Linked DNA regions of Gossypium hirsutum: region 1 is linked to region 2. A link is a contact called in public Hi-C data. All regions are on one chromosome and are shown on one strand. The core of a region is the stretch at or near the end of the contact, and the rest is flanking DNA. Distances in the headings are between cores, read along the strand shown. Region 1 holds the start of LOC107886305 (anthranilate synthase beta subunit 1, chloroplastic). Region 2 has its middle 26 kb from the start of LOC107887617.

The links. Hi-C and Micro-C count contacts between places; a contact is called where the count stands out from the background.
Region 1: a contact with region 2 is called in a Hi-C map of leaf, with 4 times the contacts expected there. The contact joins the promoter of LOC107886305 here to the enhancer-like site in region 2. A contact is called at or near these places in 3 of 34 Hi-C or Micro-C datasets (all in leaf).

The regions. Positions count from the first base shown.
Region 1 is chrA03:74,280,621-74,284,315 of Gossypium_hirsutum_v2.1, forward strand. LOC107886305 (anthranilate synthase beta subunit 1, chloroplastic) reads right to left here and starts at 2,059. Exons shown (of 8, transcript XM_041099097.1): 1 at 1,675-2,059; 2 at 1,415-1,578; 3 at 547-617; 4 at 362-399; 5 at 147-257. The coding sequence starts at 1,789.
Region 2 is chrA03:74,118,595-74,121,970 of Gossypium_hirsutum_v2.1, forward strand. It overlaps the pseudogene LOC107886302. Among protein-coding and RNA genes, the nearest start is that of LOC107887617, 26 kb to the left of the region's middle. Within about 2 kb of position 1,412, at least 8 of the 9 cell types and tissues checked have an H3K27ac peak or open chromatin away from gene starts, as enhancers often do. A contact at or near this core is called in leaf, where this site is marked.

The DNA of each region.
Region 1 (3,695 bases), core at 809-3,308, 160 kb after region 2:
TCCCACCAGCAAGCAGCTAATCTTCCATGATTTTCATAAACAAATAAAAATAAATGTCAATTTAGCCTTCTTAGCATAAATATTGTGTTGTGTAGAAACATTATTAGCATAAACAACAGTTGCTTAAGGTATCCTAGAATGCTCACCTCCAAAAGCGTCACCGATGCACTGCAAACCCATACAAACACCAAACAAAGGTACAATAGGTCCAAGTTCCAAAACTGTTTTCAATGATATTCCAGAATCTTGGGGTGTTCCTATATGAAGGATAGAATACAAAGTATACATCAAATGCTTAAATATGAAAATTCTCATGTTTAATTTATTTATAGTTTGAAAAAAATATATAACAAACTATTACCTGGACCAGGAGAGATAAGCACTCCCCTAGGATTTTTCCTACAAATATACAAGAAAAGTGTCGTTATTGAATCAAATATTTCGAGATTATATGTTAACAAGTAATCATTCACCACCCAAGTAACCATCATGTTAAATGAGTGGATTATAAAAACACATTGCAGCAGTAAGAAGCTTAGTTCTTACATTTTTAACTCTTCTACTGTCAACTCATCATTTCGATAAACCTCAAAATGACATCCAAGCCCTCCCACATACTACAAAATTATAGGTAAACTCTGAGGACATTCAACATGATGAAGAAACAACATTTCAAGTACTGGAAATTCTGTAATGTAAATTCTATTATTCATTTCGTAAGGTGATGATAAAAACGAACAGTAGACCTTCTTAAAAGGAGAAAGACAAGAATCAAGCAGGGACGGTCCCCACATTCGTGTGGTCAAATATAATTCTATTCCCTAATACTGTCTGTTTCTCAACATTTTTTCTTACCATAAAAAAAAGGGAAGATAAAGTCTTTTTTTTATTGCAATTGTGGCAATCTCTGACCAGAGACTTTGCACTTGCTGTTGAGTACTGAATTTCATTGGTCAAGACCATCAAATTGGACCTCCATTATAAAGGATGCCGAATTCAAATCACCACAGTATAGGTAACTTTCAACACAACACATCATTTTTCTGGTTGATACCCACAAACCATATTTGCCTTCAATTGACAATTAGCCATAACGAAATTACAACGTTTCTATACCATATACATGCATGTATACATACAAACAAACATATATGATATATTATAAGGAAAAAAACATATCTAATAAAGTACTTTCTTCCTATTATAGTCAAGTTAATTGGGTTTCTTAACTTTAATAAAATTCTCAAGTCTTCCCTATATTCTCACGCATAGTGAAAACTGGAAACGAGTAATTCTATATTGTTTTCGTAAAGATTTCTAGGCAATCAACAGCGTTTCAGAATCAAGGGAAACTCAGAGAAGACGAAAGATTAGACAGAGAGAAGGAAACAAATTTTTGAAGATGCAATTAAACCTGGCAAAGATTGTAGGTGAAACTATCATAATTGTCAATGACGATAATGGGATTCTTGCTGATTTTCTTGTTTTCCGGAATTGAAGATGTTGAATCCGATACAGCCGATGCGAATGAGAGTTTTCCCACAACCCCACTTCTCTTGATTGGCAAAAAACAAACATCTGCAAAGCAAACCAGAAAAAGAACGTCCCTGTGATACTCTGTACGAGAGAGAGAGAGAGAGAGAGAGAGAGAGAGAGAGAGAGAGAGAGAGAGACTTGATGAAGGAGAGAGCTTGGAGAGGTGAGACAGAGACGGGTTTTGAAGGGATTTAGCAGAAAGTGAAGGTTTTGGATGAACCAGAGATAAGTGAGTAATAAAATTAGCCGCCATTTTTCTAGTAATGAGTGAAAGTATTAGAATGTGGGAAGGGCAGTTCAGGTTCACCGTTTCTCGGAGAATAAGACTGAGAATGATTCAAGTAGTGAGAATTTTGTTTATATAGGAACATCTTTTCAATGTTCAGTGTTGAGATCCAGAAATGGAAACGTGTAGTGTAATTTGGACAACTCTTTTTAGGATGGTGAATTGTATCCTCTTCAATCGTTGTTTCTATGGATTATGGAAGGAAATCTGAATTCTTATTGGGAAATCTAAAATATGATTGGCATGGAGCCAGCCTGTTGCTACTTTTATTTATAGATTAAGGAATATTTTGTTGAAAATTTTGTTTATTTCTATTATTGCAATCCGATCCTTACACAACAAAATAATATATAAACATTGATTATTTTGTTAGTCAGACTAGTTTTTAATAATAAAAATAGATAGTATTATTAACAAAATGACTAATTTATTTTTTAATCTAAAATTAATTTATCAATTTCTTCAATATAATTATTATAGGTATTTTAATAAATTAAATTATTATAAATATTTATAAATTTAATTTAAGTTTTTATATTTTCTTTAAATATATAATTCATACAGGATTTCACCCTTGTGATTTAATAATGATGAATATCAAATCCAACCAAACAAAATTGACTCAAAAATAAAATTTGTATATAGTGAAATAAATAGGTGTAAAATAAAAAGTAAAGGAAAAAATAAAATTAAAATTGCTAAAATGAAAATCGTAATTAAAACTTGATCATTCAATATAATAAGAATATAGTTAAAGGCAAAATGCATTAGTTTGATTAATAACAAAATTTTCGATAATGACGTAAAATTTGTTCATTATTTTTCAAAAATATATTTATGATTTAATTTAAAATATAATAATTTATCAATAAAAGATTCATCTAACAAGCAACAAACATACAATTAAAGTCATTTAAATTATTTTATATATTTATATAATATATTCGACCATGTTATTTGTCATAAATATTAAAATAATTAAATAACTACGAATTTAAAAATTTTAATTGCAAACTATCAAATATGTTATTTACATTTAATAAACATGAATATTTAGTAAGAAAGAATAAAAATCAATTTCTTTTTTGATTAAAAAGAAAAGTTTAGTAACTCATAATAAAAGAAAAACAAAAAATAAAAACTCCGAAATTTCACTCTCTTCTATTGAAACCTGCAGGCAACTAAAACCCTAAAAGAAAAATAAATAAAAATGGAATCATATTTGTTTCCCTCGAAGTAAAAAAAAAAAAAAAGATAACAATAACCAAGTCTATATTTAATTTTCCTAATTAATCCTAACTAAAAACATATGCACAATTGAATTTATTAATATATTCCATATGGATTACTTGTGCACAAGGAATTAGTAGTGAGTAGAATGAGCTTGCGCCTCATGTTGTTTTCAACAAAATATCACATATATAATAATAGTAACAAATATGTCTAAATATTTTAATAATTAATTTCTAATTGATCATGGGTAGATTAGAAAATATGGTTAATGTTCAAAAGTTATATATATTAGAGTTATGGTCTCGAAATTACACATATGTAACTTTCTTAATATCCCATTTTAAAAAAAAAGAGAGCTACCTTCTCTAAATTACTTGTGTGCTAATTTGGAAGACCAAAACTATAAAATCTGAAGATTTCAAGAAATCACTAGATTCAGATACGCTTCCGCGTCTTCTTTTGTTTTTGATTTATTATTAATGATTTGACACGATAGATCCTGGTTTGTTAAGTTTTATATTAGATCTTGTTTTGCGGTTCTAACAAGAGGCATCCGAGTCTTGTTGTGTCAAATAATTGAGAATGAGTTATTTTTTATTATATATGGATTAATTCATTCTTCATAAAAAAAATCAGTTTG
Region 2 (3,376 bases), core at 162-2,661:
CCTTACAGTGCCACCAAGCTAGTATCGGAGATCAAGGGACGTCGGAGGCATCGATCACACTATCACTTGAACCTTTAGTATAGCTAGTTTAACATTTGATTTTGGCATGTATAAGGACTTGAATCTTTTGTTCAATGTCTTGTTAGTTTAGCCACAAGGGTTGGCTCATATAATGGATGTGATATTCATTTTGTATAGGCCATTAATGTTAGCTAATATTGATTATTATTAAATGCATTTGATGCAAATTTCTCATGGTTGTGGTTGATTTGGTTATATGTGTTATGCTTGGATTGGTTTTGGTTGATATTGTGTAGGTTGGTGCAAGTAAGGGTGGCAAAAAGGCTTGGTAAATAGCCTTATTTTTGTCCACACGGGGAGACACACAGGTGTGTGTCTAAGCCGCGTTTGACACATGGTCTGCCTCATGAGTGTGTAGTCTAGTCATGTGTCTCCTGCACCTTAATTTTACAAGTCATTATGCATGGTAGTAAATATATGGGCAGAGACACGGCCGTGTGTCTCAGCTGTGTGGAGGACACGGCCTAACATACGGGCGTGTGCCTTGGCCGTGTACCCTTAATTAGTTGATGATATTAGAAACAGAATGTCAATGTTTTTGTACACGGGCTGAGACACGGGCGTGTCATGGCCATGAGAAGGACACGGGCCATGGACACAGGTGTGTGCTAGGCCGTGTGAATACCTCTATAGGTTCGAATCGAAAAATAAATTCGCACGGGCTAGGGACATGGGCGTGTCCCGATATGTTCAGGCCGTGTGAGTCGCACAGGCCTTCAACATGGCCATGTTAAGAAGACACACGGGCGTGTGCCCCTATCAACTTAAAATTTTACAAAGTTTTCTAGAATGCACTGATTAGTCTCGAATCAATTTCAAAGTGTGTTCGGGGCCTCGTAAACCTATAGTAGGGACATTAAGGCATTATGAAAAGTTTTAATTTGGAGCGAAATTTCATATCTAGAAAGTGTATGTTTGTATGTATTTAAGTTCGGTAACACCTTGTATCATGTCCCGGCGTCGAACTTGGATAAGGGGTGTTACAATTTATGAAATTCATGAAAGCCTATTTAACAGTAATTTTAAAAATGGTAAGGAATTTATGAGTGTTAATAATTATGGTTTCTATACTTTGTAAATATATATTACATTGAAATCCAATTAATTTTTTCATAATATATACCATTTATATAACAAATGGAATTCCAAGCACAAAATAAAAGTATTGTGAAATTTAGAACCAAATTAAAAATGGAGGACCTCGTATGAAATTAATCCCAAAAGATTGCATTTTTTAAGGGAAAATGATGCCTGTGGGGCATCAGTGGCAGCAAGCCCACATGGCCGACATCCACATCTCCCACACACATTGAGTGGGCGCGGTAAGAAGTCTTAAGATAAGATTGATAAATAAATAAAAAAATAAAAACGTAAAAGTGTGAATACAAGAATGATGAAATATTGTGGTTTTGGTCCCCAGCTCATCTCCAACTTATTCCATCAACATCTTCTATTTCATTCTTTCAAATTTCTACCAACTTCTCTTTCTCCACCAATTACTAAAACAAAACTCATAAATTTTGAATTATGATACACAGTGACAACAACGTATCTGCAAAAATCTTAAAAATTCGATCTAGTTTTACTTTGAAAAGCAAAGAAGAAAGTGGGAAAGCAATATACATAAATAAAATGTGCATTAAACTATTACTACAACATAAATAAATCTAAAAAAAGAAGAAAAAAGGAAGAACAGATCAAAGCAGAGCCAAGGGAAAAAAACCTTTCTACTTTATTTCTTTAGATATATATTATTCAAGGTACTATGATGTACAGGCAAAACACTGTTCCCTTTCAAAACGACCCCCGCATTTCTTTCTCCAAACATCTTTCTCTTTCTTTTTTCTTTATTTGTGGTCGTTACTTTTTGTGCTCTGCTGCGAGATTTGTTACTGGTCAATCTGCAGGATTTGATTTTAATTTAGAAAAAATATAAACAGTGAAGGTGCTCTTCTCAATTTGCCTTTGTTGCTTTAAACTAAAACACCACTTTCATGCTTGGAAGCTAACATGATTAGTGTTGTTCCTCTGTGAAATCCCATTTTTTATTAAATATAGCAAGAGAAAAAAAAGAAAACCTCATTTAATGAGATATTTTTGGAGTTTGAGCTGTTTTGCATCTTTTGGAACTCATGCTTGTCTCTGGGAATTGATAACTTTCCTTGTATGGTGAGTCCATGTTAAGCTTAGATATGAAGTGGGTATCAAAGAAAGAAGAAGAAAAACAAGTTGAGATGGTATTGTGCATTTGGTAATGGGTCTTAAATTGCAGCAAAGCCATCACCACCAATCAGTGGCTGTCAAAGGGAATGAACAAATGGGGACCAAAAGAGGATACACATTTATTCAGTCTAACAGGGCTTGGTTACCAAAATTTCTTTTGCTTTGGGTAATGGTGATGGGTTTTATCAGCACTTGGATCTACAAAAAAATGGATGCTGACAACAACGTGAGGAGGGAAGAAGTACTAAGTAGCATGTGTGACCAAAGGGCGAGGATGTTGCAGGATCAGTTCTGTGTTAGTGTTAACCATGTTCATGCCTTAGCCCTTCTTGTCTCCACTTTCCATTACTACAAGAATCCATCTGCTATCGATCAGGTTTGTAAAATTTAGTTTTGGTCTTGAAAATCCTGAATGACATATGAGTTGGTTGTGGCTTATTTTGCAAGAAATGCAGGAGACCTTTGCGGAGTACACTGCTAGAACTGCTTTCGAGAGGCCATTGCTTAGTGGGGTGGCCTATGCAGAAAGAGTGGTACATTCTGGGAGCGAGAAATTTGAGAAGCAACATGGCTGGACAATAAAGACAATGCAGAGAGAACCTTCTCGTCTCCGAGATGAATACGCTACCGTGTTATTCTCTCAAGAAACTATTTCTTACATTGAATCACTTGACATGATGTCTGGGAAGGTAAATACTTTGCTGTTTATGGTTATTAGGCTTTTTCATTTAATTTGATTGTTAGAATTGACTGCTAATGTGCAGGAGGATCGAGAGAACATCGTAAGGGCTAGGGCTACTGGGAAAGCTGTCCTAACTAGCCCTTTCAGGCTACTCGGTTCTCATCATCTTGGTATTGTGTTGACATTCCCTGTTTACAAATCCAAGCTCCCGCCAAAACCGACTATGGAAGAGCGAATTGTAGCCACTGCAGGGTATGTCCTGCACCTTATCTTTATATTCGAATCCCACTTTATTGTGTGCAAGCTTTTGCCTATTAGAGTTAGTGAATATGTCTGACTTAGTTTTGAAATTTATTGGTTGAATGAAAAAGTTGCACAAGATAATTTGAG